2 separate regions of the Zea mays genome follow, and region 2 is linked to region 1. A link is a contact called in public Hi-C data. All regions are on one chromosome and are shown on one strand. Each heading gives the region's core, a stretch centred on a gene start, on an enhancer-like site or on the middle of the called end of the contact. The rest is flanking DNA. Distances are from core to core; before and after follow the strand shown. Region 1 holds the start of LOC100273287. Region 2 holds the start of LOC100284288.

Region 1 (3,784 bases), core at 946-3,445:
AACGTATCAGATCATTCACAGCCTCCCGACGACCGTACAGATTGCACCACATGTCAAATTTAAATGAACTGTTGGAGTAACCATCATAATTCACTCTTAAAACTTTTTAGCATACTCTTAATAATTAGTTTTTGGTTAAAATTTTTAACATCTTTTTGGAGTTGCTCTTAAAAGCTATTCGATCCTACTGAAGATCCTTTCTAACTACTCCAAGAAAGAACGCTGAAATGGCCACATTCTGACTTTTCATGTCTTGATATCACTGTTGTGCTAAATATCTTTTCAGACTTTAGTTACTGTACAACTTAACATACTGTTCGGGGACAGCAGCTTCTGCACGTGAAATGTTTCTTTTTGTTATAAAGCTAACTTTATATGTCTTACCTTAGTTGTGGATTTCTACACATTGTTTGATCAACTTATGTATCCTGTCTTTTTGTTTCATATCTTTGGATGGATATTCTCTAAATTACTCGTTAGTTACTACTACAACCTAACTTAGTATCCTGAAAGACCAACACTAGTAAATGTGTATATATCTTGGGGAACTGAAATGTACATGGCCAAGAGGCCAACGCTAGTAAATGTGAATTTTCACATAACTAGAAGTATGCTAACATGTGAAGGTTGTAATGTCAGGTATCAAGATCCATTGGTGATTTTTATCTGAAGAAACCGGAGTACAGCTTGGACCCCTTGTTTCGGCAAGTTGGGCCCCCTATTGCGTTGAAGAGGCCAGCTCTTAGTGCTGAACCATCGGTTCAAGTACGCAAGCTGAAACCAAACGACCTGTTTCTGATATTTGCTTCAGACGGTCTTTGGGAGCACCTCAGCGATGACGCAGCGGTGCAGATTGTCTTCAAGAATCCGAGAACTGTGAGTGACCATTCCATCATAGGGCCCCTTTCTCTATGCTCGCGCCGTTTGCAGCCTGACTAATTGTGTGTCGTCACGAACTCTTTCAGGGGATCGCCAACAGACTGGTGAAGGCTGCCTTGAAGGAGGCAGCCAGGAAGAGGGAGGTCAGGTACCGTGACTTGAGGACGATCGACAAGGGAGTGAGGCGGCATTTCCATGACGACATCAGCGTCGTCGTGGTCTTCCTTGATCGCCACCGTGAGCGCCGCCACACTAGGGTCGTTGACTCGAGTAGCAACTGCATCAGTGCTCCCGTCGACATATACTCCTCCAACACACACCAGTCTGCGGAGCCCTTGCACGGTTAAAAGAGCTGAACTCTGGCTAGAGTAGAAGACTGGGGTTTGCCTTGCGCTCTCCTGCTGGTGAACGGTGGAGTTGTAGAGCTGAGGGACTGCAGTGCCATAGCCATAGGAAGGGAAGAACTCGAGATGTACATAGATAGCGTGGGTGTGTAGCATCGGAAAAGATCATTTGGTCTGGAACTACGTAGCGTAATTGGTCAGTCAGATCATTTTCTTGTTTCTTTTTGTCTGATTATGCTTACCCAGTGGTAAATCCGTCCATTGTATCGGATTTAATTTAAGAAATCTGTAATACAGAGGTGTCGTGAAATAGTTGATGACGCAACTGGAGGTTAGTGGTGACTGGTGACCAAAGAACATATGCTCTGCTTATGATCTAGAAGTTAGGTTGTGACATGAGAATATATACTATTTATTTGCAACGGATGAGATGCTCTTATTTCATTTAGCATTGCTTTTTGTCAAAACTTCGTTGTATGTAGTTACAAGATTACCTCTACCTGGAATCGTTGAAACTCTTCATGGTTCGTGCTGTGGAACGGACTGTTTAGATCATTCGCGGCGTTGTTTACGAACGGAAACTTCATGGTTTGTAATTGGAAACTTCTTTACGAACGGAATGTTTAAACGCCCCTCACTTCCGAACGGGAACACGGAGTATAATACTGGGCGTCTCTTCTGATTCCCTGAGCCAGTGAGCCTACAAGCCTAGAAGCTAGAAGCTTCCACAGTATTTTACAGACCTCATCTCCGAAACGTAAGCAAAGCCCCAAAGGTCCCACTAAAGAACCGAGCCAAAAAAATGGCGGCCGCTGCCTCCTTCGCTGCGCCGCGCAGTGCGGGCAGCTGCAGTCGTCGTGCGCGCGGCCAACAATTTCGGCCCATCACTGCTTTGGAATTCCGGCCCATCGGCCCAGCCCAGGCTTCCTTTTTCCCATCCCACGTGAGCATAGCCAAGCCAACAGGCAACAGCAAAGCCCAGGCTGCCCAGCACACGCGACGCGAACCAGCTGGCGAGGAACCCTAGCGGAGCACTGTGCAGGCGACCGCGGCGCGCTATCACTTACGGGGGGATACGGCGGCATCGTCCCCCTCGGCCCCTCCTCCATCCCTGGTGCGGCGGCGCCAGCCTGCAGGTACGGTGAAGGCTCCATGTCTCCACGGCTCCACCAGTCCATCTCTTCTCCCCAGTCCCCGATAGGCTGTATCTGTTTTGCTGATTTGATTATGGCCCTGTTTGGCACAGCTTATTTTCAGTCTCTTCACACATTTAAGCAGAAGTTCTGCCAAATAGACAGCTTTTGCAGCAACTTATCAGTTCAGCTGCCAATCAGAAGCTGCTTTTCATCTGCTTCTCAGATAAGCTGCTTTTCATCTGCTTCTCAGATAAGCTACTTTTTCAACAAGCAGCAGCTGTGCCAGCCAAACGGAGCCTATAGCTTGAATGATGAATGTTGAATGCTGCTGCCTTGAATTTAGATTTAGACTGTTGTGAGGTGTTGTTGAATGCTAATGAGCATATCTCTGCAGGTGTTGAATGCTGATTTGTTGTGGCTGATTAATCGGGTTGATCGTCGATTAATCGTGATTAGTCGGCTGATCGCCCTTCTGGCGATCAGAAACGATAAGGCAATCTGAAAACATTGGCCGCCAAACCTCCAGAGCGACTCCCGCGAGCCGTGACCACCATAGCTAAATCAACGCACCAGAAGCTTTCACGGAGCTGTCTCGTCCACGAGTGTTCCAGCTGACTCCTATTCCCTGCGTCAATGGCGAGCTCTGGCAATGAAGGGCGTGTGGTGGTGGACCTTGGCTCCGCGGCGGAGTCGGTGGCTGCTGACGAGGAGGCGCACGCCACGCCTCTCCACGAGATTGAGTCCCTTTGCATGCGCTGCGGCGAGAACGTGAGTGCTCCCGTACCTCACCTCTCTTTTTTGATGGTTCCGTCCTCTTCTGTTGGGGTGCTTGTCGAAGGTTCTGAGGCCTGTTGCTTCGCTTTCATGGGGTTAGGGCATCACGAGGCTTTTGCTGACGTTGATCCCGCACTTCCGGGAGGTACTTTCTGTGCTCATGGCCTCAGCTTCTTGTTCTGATTAGTATTGTTGGTTAGACTGGAGTTGTGAAATTTGCTTTTGTGAATCTGCAGGTGGTTCTGATGGCCTTCGAGTGCCCACATTGTGGTGAGAGGTAACGATATGCCCAAATTCTTGTTTATTGGAATTTGTCCAGGTCAATGATTAGTAGAGATACTACCAAGGTTATTAAAACGATAAAACGTTGAAAGCTCATGGGTGAAGTTTTGACTTTTAAACGTTTAAACGAACTTTATATACAGTTTTAAACAACACAGGAAAAATACAATATATCATAATTTCAGACAATAATATGAAGTTAAAACCAAAACAGAGAGGTTAGTGGCTTACCAAAACTTCACCCATGAGCCGGATTGGACCCAAAAGTAACTAACAGACTGGGTCCAAAAGTAGCTAATAGTCTAAAATGCATGAAACACTGTGTTTTATAGTTTAGAATGCCAAAACACGGTTTCAACCTCTAATTAG
Region 2 (3,784 bases), core at 382-2,881, 850 kb before region 1:
ATAGGCACGCACGCCATGTGTGCAGTATACTAGTAGTACTAGTATTTACGGAACATAGAGGCTGTGTTGTGCTTATCTATTAGTACCAGTAGTGGTGGTACGGTGGTAGTCTTCTAATTGTCTAGCTACATGAGGTTTTTGCAAGGATAGAGTCTTCTTGCCATTGTTAGCACGTCTTAGAAGTCATATGCTCATCCACAAAGCATCGCTCTGGGAGTGCTTTTTTATTTTTAAACAAATAAAAGGCATTGTTGGGAGAGGGTAACTGATCGAGGTCTGGACAACAAAGAAAAATCCTGTTTTAACGACAGACTTTAAAAAAAATGACAGAACTTAACTACCGATTCCAATTTCTTTACTACAGCTTATATATCATGTGCGTGAACGTACTAACGCGAGACTGTGACAGCGCAAGTGTCAACGGCTGCTCCCACTGCCATTAACCCATCTAGAAAAGAAAAGAAAAATTCTCCGCAACCGCGTGCCTATCTGGTAGATGCAGAAGATCCATGCAACCCGGTGCCACTTCAGCCGACGGAAGCTCATACGCGATGGGTTATTTTAACTGACCCCCTCGAGGTGCCCAGGCTGTTGGAATCTTCCATGCGCGCTGTTGCGGGCCCACCCACCGCGTGGTCTGCGCCCGACTTGCTAGTTGCTACCGGTTCGGTTCTGGTTTGTTTTGGACTTGGAACCGTCTGCCTGGCCAGAACAGGGGGCGACGGGGAGCCGAGGACCACCGCTCAAGCGTTTGCATGTTTGCGCATGTGCTTAAAATGCCTCGCAGAGTACTAGGCTACTAGCGCAGACACCAGACAAACTGCTCATCCTCCTCTTCCTACTACTACCGCGCAGCACCGTAGTAATATATAAGCGCCAACAAAGTTTGTGACATACTACGTACTTCAGTTTTCAGTGTGCACACACTAGTTAAAATATGGAAGCTTAATTTGTTGGTTCGCAAAAAGAAAAATAAAACCTGCTGTAATTCGTTGTTTTTTTTGCTTGCTTATTACTCGATCCGGGTCCGTCTGCCCGCCCGCGCGTCCAGCGTTGCCGGATCAAGCCGGGTATGCGTGGATCGGTTCGAGATATGTATGGATCCGCAACCGACGACGACCGCATCTCACATCCACAGCGACGCAGGAGCCGCGCGCCCCGGTCAGTCCTCCCTCCCCACACCTCTCTTTTCTCGCACATACTAGCTGGCCTGTACCTGTACACACTCTCCTACCCTACCACACTCGCACGACCAGTCGTCGTTCTCGTTCCACCGCACCGCACCGCTCAGCTCAGCGGCAGGCAAGTTGTGCTGCCCGGCTTCCCCTTTGCATCCTCTCCGTGTCTTCGCCTCCACGTTGACCACGACCTCTTCCCTGCAGCCCTCTCGCCGCCTCCGTCCACCACCCATGCACCCACCCGAACGAGACTACTCAACTCAACGTCTCAACCCAACCCGTCTCTAGCCGCCACTCCACCGGCTTCCCACCCACTGCCGCCGCGCCCCCACCTGTGACTGTGCCGCGTGCGTGCCCACGCCGCGACCACCTCACTACCCCCACCTACGACGCAACTTCCCACGCCCCATCACACACCCGCCACCGCTTTAAAACCCTCACTCCCCTCACTCATCACACTCGCACAGTCTCACCACAGCGAGCGAGAGCAAGGCGCCCAAGCAACCACCGCGAGAACAAGTCGCAGCCAAACAGCCCCGTCTCCCAGCGAAGCTTGAGCTTGCATTATTCTACCATGTCTTCCATGGAGCTGCTCCACGCCGTCGTCCCGGAGAAGCAGAGCGAGGAGGAGGTCGCGCCCGCAGCGACGACCACGAGCAGCAGCGCCACCGCCACGGGCGGGGACGAGGGCGCCCACGTGCCCCAGGGGTGGGCCAAGAGGAAGCGCTCGCGCCGCCAGCGATCGGAGGAGGAGAACCTCGCGCTCTGCCTCCTCATGCTCTCCCGCGGTGGCCACCACCGCGTCCAGGCGCCGCCAACGCCGGTCCCGTCCGCGGCGCCGGCCGCCGCGGAGTTCAGGTGCTCCGTCTGCGGCAAGTCCTTCAGCTCCTACCAGGCGCTGGGGGGCCACAAGACCAGCCACCGGGTCAAGCTGCCGACGCCTCCTCCTCCTCCTACTGCCGCCGCTGTAACTGTCTCGGCAGCAGTGCCCGTCCCGGAGGCCCCCGCCCCGATCACCGTCGTCGTCCCGCCGCTGCCGCCAGTCGAGGTCGGCCGCGAGCCGGCCACGTCATCCACCGCCGCGTCCTCCGACGGGGCGGCCTCGAGCAGAGTCCACAGGTGCTCCGTCTGCCACAAGGAGTTCCCGACCGGCCAGGCGCTCGGCGGGCACAAGAGGAAGCACTACGACGGGGGCGTCGGCAGCGCCGCCGCGTCCACCGACGTCCCGGCGGCGCCCGCCGAGACGTCCGCCGAGGTCGGGAGCTCCGCCGCGCGTGCGTTCGACCTCAACCTCCCGGCCGTGCCGGAGTTCGTGTTCCGGTGCGGCAAGCCCGGCAAGATGTGGGAGGAGGACGAGGAGGTGCAGAGCCCCCTCGCCTTCAAGAAGCCCCGCCTCCTCATGACCGCGTGAAACCGCTGCGCGCGCGGGCGGCGGATCTCATCTCATCACCCGTCCAAGATTTTGGTCCGCAGCTGCCGAGTTCAGCGGTGGAAGTGGAACACACTATTCGTTCATTCATTTCGTATGGTGCCAGTAGCGCTATTGTTTGATTTTTGTGGCTGCTCCTCTTGTACAGTACCGAGTGCGAGAAAAGATGCATAGTCATCGTATACATACCAATACAATACCGTACCTATAGGTCTTCCTATTCCTGTGGAAGAGTAGAACTTGTATCCTTATTAGCTGTCAGTACACTACAGTTCATACACACTTGGTTCTCATTATCAGAGATCATTGGTGAATTAGTGGTTTTGTATCATAAGCTTATTGTAAATGATGGATTGGAGATTAGTATGGAATCAGATACCCATTTGTTCCATGCCTGGTTCAAGTCTCTGTAGATGCAGTTGCAGATGCTCTTTCCGTTGCCAGCTCGAACCATCCCTTTGGCTGGCTTGCTTCCATGGTAAGAAACGGAGCAGTCTGCTTCGCCTCTCAGAAGCAACGTCCTCCCTCATATCCTACCTTTTTTTTTCTTTCGTCGTCCTCGCGTACTCAGCCAGTGACGTCCATCAATCCCGGCTGGCGATAACATTAATCCGGTTCCACGAGCGTCCACCACTTGCTGCGGTTGCGGAGCAGCGACGCCCTGCGCCCGCCGCCACAAGTGGGAACAGCAAACCTGGGGCCGTTGCGGCTTCGGGAACGCCGACGGACGGCGCCCACTAGCGGGTGGAACGCCCGCCGACAGCGACGTCGCCCCGCCCGCCCGCCGGCCGGTGTTGATAAGTGCGTGCCGTGCCGACTGGCGGCCGGATCGCTTTCGACGCAACAGTTCGCAGCGGCCAGCCGCATTTGGTGGTGGAATGGAACTTGGAAGCCATGCGGAAAATCTAGGTGCGTCTCGCCTCGCCCCGTGCCGTGCCGTGCGTACGTACGTGCCATGATGCTTCCCGCCCACTTCCACGCCGAACCGTCCGCGGCGCTGGCTGCGTCGCGAGTGACGCGCACGACGTGGTGGTGGTGGTGGTGGTGGTGCCGACGTGCGCCGGGTGCGTGCGCGTGGCCGCGGCTCGGTCGCGTATGTAGTGTATGGGCGGGCGTTGAAGAAGCGTGCCTGGCGAGTTGGCGTCGACGACGGGGCGGGAGTTCCGCATGCTTCACG

The links. A called contact is a pair of places that touch in the nucleus more often than the background predicts.
Region 2: a contact with region 1 is called in a Hi-C map of leaf mesophyll, with 3 times the contacts expected there. The contact joins the promoter of LOC100284288 here to the promoter of LOC100273287 in region 1. A contact is called at or near these places in 2 of 25 Hi-C or Micro-C datasets (endosperm and leaf mesophyll).

What each region holds. Positions count from the first base shown.
Region 1 is chr1:285,861,498-285,865,281 of Zm-B73-REFERENCE-NAM-5.0, reverse strand. It overlaps LOC100273287, which reads left to right and starts at 2,195. Exons shown (of 17, transcript NM_001147728.1): 1 at 2,195-2,359; 2 at 2,754-3,127; 3 at 3,234-3,278; 4 at 3,370-3,410. The coding sequence starts at 2,993. LOC103644037 (probable protein phosphatase 2C 34) reads left to right here. Exons shown (of 4, transcript XM_008667229.3): 3 at 640-876; 4 at 966-1,672. The coding sequence ends at 1,226.
Region 2 is chr1:286,710,437-286,714,220 of Zm-B73-REFERENCE-NAM-5.0, reverse strand. It overlaps LOC100284288, which reads left to right and starts at 1,631. Exons shown (of 1, transcript NM_001157183.2): 1 at 1,631-2,996. The coding sequence starts at 1,753. The coding sequence ends at 2,589.